Linked DNA regions of Mus musculus: region 1 is linked to region 2. A link is a contact called in public promoter capture Hi-C data. All regions are on one chromosome and are shown on one strand. Each heading gives the region's core, a stretch centred on a gene start, on an enhancer-like site or on the middle of the called end of the contact. The rest is flanking DNA. Distances are from core to core; before and after follow the strand shown. Region 1 holds the start of Haao (3-hydroxyanthranilate 3,4-dioxygenase). Region 2 overlaps Eml4 (echinoderm microtubule associated protein like 4).

Region 1 (6,672 bases), core at 3,677-6,176, 370 kb after region 2:
CCAGGCAGGGTGGACACTGACAGCAGGCCTAATTGTTGAGTGGGGATGAGTCTGCTTGCCAATCAGTAAAGGCCACCTGGGCCTCAGTCACCACAGCCACTCAGCTCTAACCTCTCTCTCTCTCTCTCTCTCTCTCTCTCTCTCTCTCTCTCTCTCTCTGTACTTTAGATTTTCATATCATTTTTCCATCACAGGAAACCCATTTTGAGGGAGGTGTTCGACGGCCAGGAGAAGGTCAAGGTGTGTGGAACTGGTTGTGCTCAGCCCAGACCGTTGCTGCAGGCCTGTTATCCTCTGCCTGCTGCTCTGTTGCCCTTAGTATTTGCCGGCAGAGCAATTCTCAAGGCTTCATGGTGAGCGGTCTTAAGTTTGTGTTGGGAATGTCAGCGAGAGGGGTGGAGGCCCAAACCCTAGAACCAGGTCTTCCAGAAAACAAGAAACAATTCACAGTAGTCTTTGCCTAGCGCACAGCAATCCTGATATATACAGTGTCTGTGTCGCTCAGGAGGGTCGGCTCTTCCTTTTCTTTTCCTCCTTTTCTCCTCCTCCTCCTCTTTCTTCTACTTCTTCTTCCTCCTCCTTCCAGACATATTTTCATTTGCAGCCTAGTTCTCCTTGAACTCCTGACCCTCTTTGCCTCCCTCCTGAGTGTAGGAATACAGATGTGCACCATCACACTAAATTTTTGATACACGCGAGAGTGTGTGCGTGTGCATGTGTGTGTGTGTGCGTGTGTGTGTGTGTGCGTGTGTGTGTGTGCGTGTGCATGTGTGTGTGTGTGCATGTGTGTGTATGTGTGTGTGTGCGTGTGCCTGTGTGTGTGTTTGTGTGTCTTCAGTAAGCAAGTGTAAATGTACAGAATTCAGTCTCCAGACTCTGCGTCATAGAAGTCCTAGCAGTTGGGGGCCCGCCCAGTCCCAACTCTTTCTTCAGCACTGCCCATGCTCTACCTCCCCGGTTCCTTTCCGTCCTCCATTTCTCCTCTACCTGTTGTGTCCTCAGACAATTTGCTCCTTGTGTGAAGGAGAAGGAGAACCTGATTCTGGGATCAAAGGATGATGGAGTCCCTCAGAGTTCGTGTCTCCTGTGAGGGTCAATCACATATTCAGGTTGAAGGAGAGATACCACCACGTAGGCATGAGGTGGGGAGCCTACAGCCTCCTCAGTCAGGATCCCCAGGCACAAGGCAGGAACCCCAATTCCAAGGCAACAATTTTCCCTTCCCATGGGAGTCCAGGTCACTCGCTGTAGCCCTAGGACTCGTCTAGGAAGTGTCTACTCCCCCTACCCTCCGGGTGGCAGCAGGTGACAAGAGTGAGCAGCCTGGCCTACCTCCTCACCCTCTTCAATGTGATAATCCTTCCTGGTATTGGGGCCTCCAACGAACATGATTTTGAGCTGCTCCTGGTGCCTGCAGTGGAGAGGTAAGAAGAGAACCCGAGTCAACTCCTGGGAAGGATGGGGGAAGCAGGGACCTGTGGAGACAGGAAGAGGTCTGATACATTTATCTGAGAGGAGAAGGTCTCCCCCACCCACATTGTTCCGCACGCATTAACGTGTCACCATGTTTGATCGTCTGCATGTCTTCAGACCAACAAAGACACAACACAGCCAAGCATGGCTCTCGGTGACTCTGGGCCATGCTCAAGAGCTTGGGTGACTCAGCCTGCCTGCTGTGAGACTCTTCACCTCTAAGGACCATACTCAGGGGACTCAGGAGACTGTGACATCTAGGAATGGGGCAAGGAGATGTGTGTCTGACAAGTGTTCAAAGCACAAAACACCTCCCAAGACTGATTCAGCTTTATTGCAATCTTGGGCATGGTGGTTGACTTTACTGGGGTTTAGTTTCCTTGTCTAGCAAGGCAGCTTTAATTTATTTCATAAGGGATTTTTTTTTTTACCTTAAGTTTTATTTAAATAACCTCCAGTGAGAACACAGCAGATGATCAACCATTTTCTCACCCCACCCCCGCCTCACCTCACAAGGAGGTATGCAGACTGCCTCTCAGTGGAAGCGGCCTTGGCCTCTGCCTGGCCAGCTGCTGGAGCATCTACAGTGGGGCAGCGTGGGGGAGGAGGGGTTCCTGATAGTCTCATTCACTGACACAATAAGGCAAGCATGCAGCCTCAGAAGCTGTTGTCAGAGCGTTGATACGCACCAAGGCTGGCTCCCACACAAAGGCCTGGAAATTGTTAGTGATATCCTCATTGTTGATGTCCACCCCATACCACAGGCCTCCCCTGCCCCCGTGCATCTGGAAGAGCAGTCTGTGATCTTAACCACCGAGTCTTCTCCAGACCTACCATAAGGGATTGTTGTTGTTGTTGTTATTGTTTTTTGGTTTTTGTTTTTTTTTTTTCGAGACAGGGTTTCTCTGTATAGCCCTGGCTGTCCTAGAACTTGCTTTGTAGACCAGGCTGGCCTAGAACTCAGAAATCTGCCTGCCTCTGCCTCCTGAGTACTGGGATTAAAGGCATGTGCCACCATGCCTGGCAAGGGTTTTTAAAAATGTATTTATATGTTAGATACTTTTATGTTATTTGGGAAATTAAGAGAATGCCCCCACCAGATTGGCCTATGAGCCAGACTGATGGTTTTATTGATTGATGGGGAAGGACCTGGCTCATTGTGGATGGTGCCATCCCTAGGCTGGTGGTCCTTGGTTCTGTAAGAAAGTAGACTGCGCAAGCCATGGAGAGCAAGCCAGCAAGCAACACTTCTCCATGGCTCCTGCCTCCAGGTTCCTGCCCTGGCTTCTTTCAGTGAGGCTCTTATAAGCAGTAAATGTGGAGGTCAGAGGACAACTTTTAAGAGTCAGTTCAGGTCTTCAGGTCTGTGATGGCAAGTGCCCTGCCCATTGGTCCATCCCTCCAGCCATTTTTTTTCTTTTTCTTTTTTTTTTTTTTTGGTTTTTTATTAATAGACTTGACTGAGATATACTTAGAACACATTCAGAAAGTTCTTGAGTAAGCCCATTTGAAAACTATACCCACGTATGACCTCCAGCCACAATGCACAAGCCAGACCCTGTACCTCCTGTGCTCACACAGCTATAGCGTATGAGAGTGGGTGTGAACCTGAGAGAGGATGCCTTGAGGAAACAGGAGTCCTGACAAGGAAGGGTAGATAGTCCCTGCTGTTTTATGTTTTGCTCAATGCAGAGTATGTGAGGTTTTAAGAGTGGGACTTTGGATGCGGAGACTCAGAGCGGGAGAGCATCTGTGAGGACGAAAGTGGACACTGGGTTCATGCATTGAAACCAAGGAACACCACTGATACCAGCAAAGTACCAGAGAAGCTAGGGCCAGGCATGGCACAGACTCGCCATGAAAACTGTCCTCTCAGGGACATGGGCTACTTCATACTGATTGGCGTCCCCTCTCAACAATTCTACAGGGAAGGCATTTTTTTTCAGTTTGCCTCCTGCCGTAAGCCCAGTGTCGGAGCATCGTGGTGCACAGCAAATACCGACTGACTGAATAAAGGGAGGCCCTAGGATCATGATGGCGAACTCGAGAAGTTCTAGAGGCTAGTCTGCTGGGGGTGGGGTGGGCGTGGGGGTAAGCAGGCCTGGAGGCTGGGCAGGCAGTTGCTTCTAACCAGGCTGATGTGGACTGAATCAGAGAAATGCCCACGGGCTTGGAGGGAGGAAGGCTGGGAGGAGTGAAAATGAGAGACAGCAGACAGGGAAGACGTGGAGAAGAGAGACAAAAATGGTAAAGCTCCAAACAGGAAAGCAGCAGTGGCAGAAGAGAGGAGGCTCGGGGGGGGGGGGGGGCTGTCCTGGTTAGCTACGGGGGTATTGCGCAGTGACCAAGAGCATGCGTGGACTTTGTAGTCAAACTCTTCCTGGGCTTGCTCATGGACTCTGTCCCCCTCTAGTTCTGTGACATTGGGAAAGTTACTTATTAAATCCCAACTCATGGGGGGCTATGTGAGAAGTCAAGGAGACGATGTGATATACTTGGCTAGTCTTCCCATTGGGGTGGAAATGTCTGGAGCCATTTGGGTTGGGACACTGCCCACTGGAAATAACTTATAGCCACACAGACACGGGGAGTTCGGGTCTGTGGAGGTGGTGCAAGAAGCTCTGCTGTGGAACTGAGGGAGGGGAGGGGGAGGGGAAGGAGGCAGTCTGTGCTGTAGTTAGAGGAGACTTGGGTGGGTCTGGTGTTTGTGTCCTGGCCTTGAGCCCTGAATTAAGAATCCCCAGGACTAGGGATGCAGCTCCGTTTGGAAAAGTGGGAGCCTAGCATTCACTGACTTCTTCCCTCAGCACCTCAGAAACAGGGTGTTGTGGCACTTGGGAAATAGAAGCAGGAAGATTGGGAATTCAAGCCCCCTCATCCAAAGAATTGTTCATCTGACTCCATAGCTTCGGGGTTTGCCAAGGGTTGAGGTGCTTGGTTCTAGGCCTCCAGGCCTTAAGTTCTAGTCCGGGGCATTGAACACCAGGTTCTCCCCAAGGTGCATGGGGGCAGTGGGTTGGAAAGGTGCTTTCAGCTGCGGAAGGAAGGAATGTCACACCCTGCCACCTCATCTCTCACAGCCTCAGAGACACACAAGCTGGTCTCAGAAGTCATGGCCACAAGTCTGTGGTCTCCAGAAAGAGGAACATACTGAGGTAGTGAAAGAAGAAACAGGTCGTTTTCACCCTCCCCAGAAGAGCACCAAGTGGATGGAACGCAAGGTTAGAGGGGGAGGGGACAGCTGAGGGAAGAGGAGTAAGAAAGAGGGTGGGTTGTAGTCACCGGGTGCTGGCGACTCACATAAGCTTGTTGCAAACCGGAGGCTGAAAGGAGGCCCGATTCTCTTCTACCCAAGACTTCACTCTCACACGGCGTTCCATGGCCGGCAGGCAGGACTCTTCTGCCCACAACGTGGTGGCCAGGTAATCGGGAGGTTGGAGTGATGCGATCTGCGACCTGCGATCTGCGCAGTCTCCTGTTGGCCACCTAGTTAATTAGGTTACCAGAGGTCAAAGAGCTGAGCAATCCCCTGCCACTCTGAGGGGGCAGCTCTAGAGTCTGAGACTACTTGCCCTGCCCCTGCACACACGCCGGAGCAGGGATCAAAGCCCAAGAACAGACCCGCCTCCTGGGACATGGCCAGCATCCTCCCAACACCTAGTTGCTCTGGACCGAAGCTGGACTCTGGTACCTACTGGGCCCATGTAAGATGCAGGACGCTGGGCTTTCAGCTTTTCGGGTTTCTTCTTCTGCCCTGCCTCTAAAGAAACATTGTGTTGGGAGAATAAAGGTTTGAAAATCGGAGACTTTGAGCACAAGGAGGACTGAAGGCAACAGGAGCACACAGAGGCCATCACAGGAGGCAATGAACAGGCTGCATCCAGTCTCCTCCGGAGCACGGAGGTCTGGCCCAGTCCTGCAGATGTGATTGGCTAGACCTGAGATACCCTGTCCTCACCTTGCTTTGCAGCTGAGGCCTGGTCCAGCTCGGCAGCCCTGGCGCCTAGTAGTAGTGGGCAGGAATGAGGTGTCCAGCACTGGTCTGAGTGAGCTCTTTACCCCTCCATGGGGAATTGAACCAGAGTCTTTAGTGTGCTAGGCAAACTCTGCCATGGAGCTTCAGAATGTCCCTGTCCCCTCACACGTCTTGTTTATATTTTATTATTTGGTTTTTGTTTTTGAGACAAGAAATCACTTTGTGACCCAGAATGTTGGGCAGGTTGCTATGTAGCTCAGGCTAGCCTCAAACTCTATCCTTCTACCTCAGTACTAGGATTACAGATGGATGTCACCATAAACCTACAATCCCCACCCTTGCATGTTTTAAGCCACCCACATGTGAAGACCTTTACAGGTGAAGATGGTCCTAGGTGTCTGTCTTATTTAGGGTTTTATTGCTGTGAAGAGACACCAAGACCTCTTATAAAGGACAAAGTTTAACTGGGGCTGGCTTACAGGTTCAGAGGTTCAGTCCATTATCATCATGGCGGGAAGCATGGCAGCATCCCAGGCAGGCATGGTGCTGGAGAAGGAGCTGAGAGGTCTACAGCTTGTTCTAAAAGAAGACAGGAGCAGTCTGTCTTCTAGGCAGTTAGGAGGAGGGCCTCAAAGTCCTCCCCAACCCCACTGACACACTTCCTCCAACAAGGCCACACCTCCTAATAGTGCCACTCCCCAGGCCAAGCACATTCAAACCCACCCCAGAGCCTGCCAGACTAGAGGCTCCTCAGCCAAGGTTGCCCTGGGGCAGGAAACGTAGGAGGAAGAGGGGAAGGCAAGGACCACCTACCCTCCAGGACTCACAATTCTTGGGAGAACTGAAAGGGAGTGAACTACAGAAGTCAGTGCGAGGGAGAAGAAATGGTCTCAGGCCTTTGAGCCCAGAATACAGACTACAGAATAGAAGAATTCCTAGTGGCTCCCTCGTGGCTCTCATGGCCACCCTCGCTTGTCTGCAGCCTGACAGAGTCTCTTCTTCTCAGAATTAAAAGCTCTGCTGGTGTAAGCCAAACTTGGACAGGCTCTCAGCAAGCATCTCACGCACCTGGCAGGGGCCTTCTTGTGTCCTCTCCACCACCCTTGCCCCTTTCTACAGCTTTATCTTTTTGATTATTCACTTGGCATGTTTCAGCTAAGTATTTATTGAAGCATTTCCTTCCAGAACATTGTTTGGTACCTAAATAACTCAAACCTTCTTTA
Region 2 (6,048 bases), core at 1,045-3,544:
GGGGGGGGGCGGGGGGACTCATCTGGAAGCTGGAGAGATGGCTCAGTGGTTAAGAGAACTGGTTGCTCTTCCAGAGGTCCCGAGTTCAATTCCCAGCAACCACATGGTGCCTCACAACCCTCACATCTGGTGTACCTAAAGACAGCAACAGTGTACTCACATACAATAAATAAATCTTTAAAAAAAAAAAAAAGCTGCCCTGGTGTGTATCGAGGCTCTGGCATCCTTCTGTATGAGTGGCAGAGACTGCATTTTGTTCATCCCACCTCTCAGCCATCATAATAATGATGCTATGCACATGGACAGAGTGTCTACTCTACAAACAAGGCTTCATTTCTCGGGCATTACACTACAGTGTGGTGCTGCTGTTCTGTGGCTTCGGAGGGACCACTGCTGTGTAACTGTGCCATGACATTCCACTGGTGTTTATAGAGTCCTTGCACCACCACCACCACCACCTCCTCCTCCTCCTCCTCCTCCTCTTCCTCCTCCTCCTCTTCTTCTTCCACCTTCCTCCTCCTTCCTCCTCCTTCCTCCTCCCTCCTCCTCCCTCCTCCTTCCTTCTCCTTCCTTCTCCTTCTTCTTCTTCTTGGCATTCAGTTGTCCTAGTGCCATTTTTTTTAAAATATTAAGGTGATTTTTAGCTGATTATTATTTAAAGATAAAAGTTGGGGATTATAGGGCTGAGGAGATAGCTTATTTGGCAAAGTGCTTGCAATGTAAGCATGAAGACCCAAGTTCAGACTTCTAGCTAACATGTAAAAAATCAGATATAGATAGTAGCCTGAACTGTAATCCCATCAACAGAGAGGTAGAGACAGGTTCCTGAATGTTACTGACAGTGTTATTAGACCTCAGCTCTAATTTCCACAGCAGAGACCCTGAAGCTAAGGAGATGTTTTGTGGGTACAAACACTTTATATGCAAGCATGAAAACCTGAGTTTGAGTTTCCAGTGCACACACAGAAAGTTGATGTGGTCCTGAACATGCCTATAACTGCAGCCTTGTGTGGCCAAGGCAGGCACATCCCAGGGGCTTGCTGGGAAGCTGTTCTAGCATAAACCGTGGCTCTACCCTCTTTCCCCCTTTTAAGATTTATGTATAAAGAATATTTTGCTTGCATGTATGTAAATGTGTCATCTGCATGTCTGTGGGGGCCAGAAGACATTGATTGACTCCTCTGAAGCTGGAGTTAAAGATGATTGTGAGCCACCATGCAAGTATAGGTCCCAAACCCATTCCTGTGGAGGAGCAATCAGGGCTTAACAACTATCTCCCCAGCACACTGACTGACCCTGTCTTAATGGAACAAGGCAGAGAGGAATGGAGTAAGACTCCCAGTATCTTCCTGTGGCTTTGCATGTACCTGCCCCTGCACACTCACAAGTGTATAATACACAAATACACCTCCCCCCCACCCCCAAAAATGAATTTGTTCTCAGGACTAGAAAGGTGGACTCCTGAGTTAAAAGCATTGTGGCTTAGAATGGTTACTCTGTTCCAGGGATCAGATACCCTCTTGTGACATCTGTGATCACCAGGCACACATGTGTTGCGCTTATCCATATTGTAAGCAAACACTCATATACACACACACAAAAAAAAAAAAAAAAAAAAAAAAAATAGAATGAGCCCAAAAAATGACTGAGTAGGATTCAGCCATAGGAAGTCAATACCTCAGCTCTAATTTCTACAGTTTCTGTCTGGACTAAAAGAAGCTTGTTCACCTAGACCAAGATGACCCCACCTCAGAGTAACTTGCTAAGTATATTGGTATGCCTTCTCTTCTAACACAATTCTGTAGGATATAGCACACTAAACAATGTCTGCCTAGGCCCTTCCATGAGAACATTTTTTGAAGGCGCTCACCTACCAGGAAGGGAGCACTTAGTCCTAACCCTTTGCTGACAGAGCGCCTCTGCTTTCCTCTCTACAAGGAACTGATGGCGTCTCCTAAGCAGCTTGTTGTAGAAGCAGGTCACAGTGAGGCTAGTTTCTTGGCACCGCCTGTTGCTTCTTGCTGACTAGGACTGGCTCTGTGTGGCTTGGCTTGAGGTGTTTGGGTGTGTGAAGCGTCAGTTACGTTTTCGTGTTTCTCTAGGGGTGTGGCCGGAAGGGTCCGATGGAACAGACATCAACGCACTGGTTCGATCCCACAACAGAAGAGTGATCGCAGTGGCCGATGATTTCTGCAAAGTTCATCTCTTTCAGTACCCCTGCTCCAAAGCCAAGGTCAGCTCTCTTGGTGATGTGCTGCACAACACACCCTTGCCCCGTTTCCCCTTTGTCATGCTAGAGGATGGGCGATTCTTAGTGTCCTGTTGTTTCTTTCTGAGTCAGGATCTTTTAGCCTTGAGTTCATAGCACTCCTCCTGCCTTTGACTCACAGGTACCATTACAGGAGTGCACTTCCAGACTCTCATTCCTTTTAAAGAAATAAAAAAGGAAGCTCTTCCCAGGTCCGTTCCTCAGCTCTGATGTCTCCTAGCACAGATATAAATGAACCTGTTTTCATAATCTGACTTAATCTCCCTGGTCATCTCTATTGCTGTGAGCAGGCATGTAAAAATGAGTTTAATTTTCCCATCTGATTTATTTTCTAGGCTCCCAGTCACAAGTACAGTGCCCACAGCAGCCATGTGACCAACGTCAGTTTTACTCATAATGACAGTCACCTAATTTCAACTGGTGGGAAGGATATGAGCATCATTCAGTGGAAGCTTGTGGAAAAGTTACCTGTGCCTCAAAACGAGGTCATAACAGACGCCAGTGTGACCAAAACCCCTGCCTCTTCCTCTGAAACTGCCAGGCCGTCTAACTCTCCTCCACTGCCTCCTTCTCTACCGTTAACTGGGACGGCTGAAGAGGAAAGCAGGATGGGCAGCTCCCCCACACTAGTGGAGAACAGCCTGGAGCAGATCGCAGAGCCCAGCGAGGAGCAGAGCGAGTGGGGTAGCGAAGACCTTGGTGTGGTGATTGATGAAGAGCCTGCTAGTGAGTTAAGTGAGACACAGGGAGCAACTGAGCTGCCTGAGGAGGAGCGAGGCATAACACCCCTGTGCTAAAACCCAGGCTGCAGGGCTCCTCTGCCACCCGTGACCCCGTGACGTGATGGGGCCAGGTAACGGGCCGGGCAGTGGTGAGGTCACTGTGAATGGAGGTTTGTTTCCCATGAGATCGGACACTGTCCGCAGTCCGATATGCCACCAGTGAGCTAGAGCAATCCAGGAGACTGTTTGGTAGATGTTCACAACTTCACCAAACTTAAATAGCAGGAGGAGACTGGCAGGTGAGTGTGTCCAAGAAATCCACATTTGTGCTGCAGATACTGGAAACCAAACTGCAGCTGCAGCCATTGGAAGAAACCTGTTACCTGAATGCGATTTCCTCCATTTTCTCAACAGCTGGAGGCCTCTCAGGCACCATCGCTCGAGTGGCTGCTGGCTCTCAAGCTGCCATTTTTTCCTGATGCAAAAAATGAAAGCAGGCAAAAGTGCTGTCATTGTGATACCGTCCCACTCAGATGTCTAACGGGAGCTTGCTTAAGGGGAATGTTAGCATTGCCAAGTGCGATGGTGTTGCCTTTCCATGGGATATTGCATTTTCTTACACTACCCGAGATGTCCAGACGTGCTTGGTAGGAGGCTACTCCCTAGGTGCTGCCTTTCTAAGTTCTGACGAGGAGCAGCCCTCAGTGGCTTGTGTACAGATTGCTCTATCCCAGAAGCAAGCCTTGGTTTGTTGAAGAGCTTTTCATGTATAGTAAACCATGATTCTGAGAGAATCGATTCTCCAAGGAGTCCTTCACTGGCCTAAACATTCTGTAATGTTGGGCATTCAAGGGAATGGAAGAAAACAAACCACATGCCTTTAACAGATGAACTGTAATGACGACCTGCTAACTGCTAGCCTTCAGCGCTATCTGTTCCCTCACACAGTCGCTAAGTGGTCAAATTGGTGCTTGAAATTCATTGGTCTAGTTGTAATTTTTATACAAATTACACCAAGAGATAAGATGTCTTTTTTTTACAGAAGTGTAATAGTCACAGTGCCGCTTATAGGCTGCACGCACCCCTTGCGGATGTGCTATCTGTGGGCATTTCCTCCTCCTGTGAGCCTTGCAGCCCTTGTATGGCGGCTTTGGTCTGGGCAGTGCATGTGTTAGTAGTGTACGTGGGCAGGTCGGGCTTTCTAAGCTTTGTCAGATAACTATTTTTCCTAAGTATGTGTTTCCTACTCCAGTGATTGACAAGTGTGCATTGCCTATGTTTGTTTATACTTTAATTACAAAACTATTTTTTTTAACTTCCTACATTGTTTTCCTACTTTTTTGTTGTTGGATTATGTAACTTTTCCTAAGTTCAGAAGTCTTAAGTGTGCAAGCGTTTATGTGACCGTGCCATTCCAGAGTGCATCAGAACTGTCATCCCTTCCAGGACCTTCTCAGGAGTAACACATCAGGTATGTCATCAGCGCTGGGAACCGTGAACGCCAAGGACACTCGCCACTATTCACACGCTGTGCCGAGGGTGTGTGGAGGGACAACAGAGAGCAGTGTATCTGAGTAAGATGCACACATCGAAGTGCGTTCAAAGTCTGTGTCTAGGTATATATGTCCGTGTAGCTCTCTCCTTTTGTTTACAGCTTTTTTTAATTAAGTGGAAAAAATAAAAATAAAAAATCCTCACCTCAACATAGGTCTCTTTCAAAGGGAGATTTCAAGCCACCTGACTTCTTCAGTTTAGTCTTCACCCAGGGTCAGAGCGCACAGCTTCAGGCATCTCTGTCCACCAGCTAGCAGTGGAGATGAAATCAAGACCTTGCAAAATGGATACTAGGAGATGAACAACAATTCAACGTGCTTCTCTCAGTGCCTGGAGGATGCAGCTCTCCACACGCAGGGACTTTATTTGGGGACATCTGTCACCTTTGGGGTTGCCATGGCCAATGAGATTTATAATCATGATCCTCTTGGGTGGTAGTTCCAAAGACACTACTAATGTGCAGAGAGCGCTCCGGCCTCTGGTGCTGGCCACTACTGTTTCCTGTCAGTCAGATCTGTGATAATGGTTGGAAGGATGTGGGATTATGAAACTGCTTTTGTTTTGTTGGGTTTTTTTTTTTTTGTTTTGTTTTGTTTTTAGAAAACTTGTGAATGAAAATGAACCCAAGTGTTTCACGTGAAGATGAGCCATTTCTATCATGCATTCCGATGTCATGGCAGAAAATTTTGAAGATAAAAAAATAAGATAATCAAAATGTTTCCTTTGCCTTTGTTTGGTCTTGGTTGTCGGAGACAGTCTTGTTATGCATTCTAGGCTGGCCTTAAACTTGTGACAATCCTCCTGCCTCAGCCTGGAATGTTACTACAGGCATGCCCTACATGCAGTTCTTTGGTTTTTCCATGTATCCTAAGTAGGTTTCTTCTGGTACTTTCTGTGACTACCCAGATATGAGAAGGTATAGTAGTGGAGAAGGAGACACCAGTTGACTGCTGTTGTAGACAAACTCCTGGTAGCAAGAAACCTCATGCCAGCAGGGGACAGTGCAACTTCCGCTTGCTTCTTCTCTGTGATGTTGCTAATATCTAACACTGGCTGGTCCTGGTAATTACCCAGTTACCTACCTGACCTGGCTGCTTCCTGTTGCTGGTGTTTGAAGGCCTGTACGAAACAGGTTGGCATGCCTGTAGTCTCCCTTTTGGCTCAGCAGTACATATCCTCCATACAAGTTGACTACGGCATTTATAGTCATGGAAATAAGGGGTGAGGGGGCCTGGTAGTTATCTTACTCAGCTTCGATGACTGCACATTCACAGCTGTTCATACAGACTCAGCCATGAGAGGATTCCCTTTTTTAGTCAGGTGTGGTAACAGACACCTTTAATCCCGGGCTGGGGAAGCAGCAGAGACAGTCCCAGTCAGTCCCTGTATGGTCAAGGCCAGCAGGGGCTACATTCCTGAGACCCTTCCTCAGAAAAGGAAAGGGAGAAAGCCCCCATTTCAGCTGGACAGAATGCCTAAAGCATCAACATTGGATAAGTGGAA

The links. Promoter capture Hi-C pulls out the DNA fragments that hold promoters and counts their contacts.
Region 1: a contact with region 2 is called in a promoter capture Hi-C map of embryonic stem cells, with 5 times the contacts expected there. The contact joins the promoter of Haao here to the enhancer-like site in region 2. A contact is called at or near these places in 18 of 39 promoter capture datasets (the 3T3-L1 cell line, 3T3-L1-derived adipocytes, the HPC-7 cell line and 11 more), 15 of 484 Hi-C or Micro-C datasets (cardiomyocytes, cerebellum, cerebral cortex and 6 more), 3 of 115 datasets of contacts at active chromatin or transcription factors (all in embryonic stem cells) and 2 of 9 other capture datasets (embryonic stem cells and liver).

Annotation. Positions count from the first base shown.
Region 1 is chr17:83,841,864-83,848,535 of GRCm38.p6, forward strand. It overlaps Haao (3-hydroxyanthranilate 3,4-dioxygenase), which reads right to left and starts at 4,927. Exons shown (of 10, transcript NM_025325.2): 1 at 4,774-4,927; 2 at 1,333-1,411. The coding sequence starts at 4,853. It also overlaps the pseudogene Gm19260.
Region 2 is chr17:83,475,102-83,481,149 of GRCm38.p6, forward strand. Eml4 (echinoderm microtubule associated protein like 4) reads left to right here. Exons shown (of 23, transcript NM_001379374.1): 22 at 2,103-2,233; 23 at 2,605-5,260. The coding sequence ends at 3,066. LOC115488798 (a long non-coding RNA gene) reads right to left here. Exons shown (of 2, transcript XR_003952357.1): 2 at 5,129-6,048. Among named protein-coding and RNA genes, the nearest start is that of Gm46594, 5.1 kb to the left of the region's middle. Within about 2 kb of position 2,295, at least 6 of the 459 cell types and tissues checked have an H3K27ac peak or open chromatin away from gene starts, as enhancers often do. A contact at or near this core is called in embryonic stem cells, where this site is marked.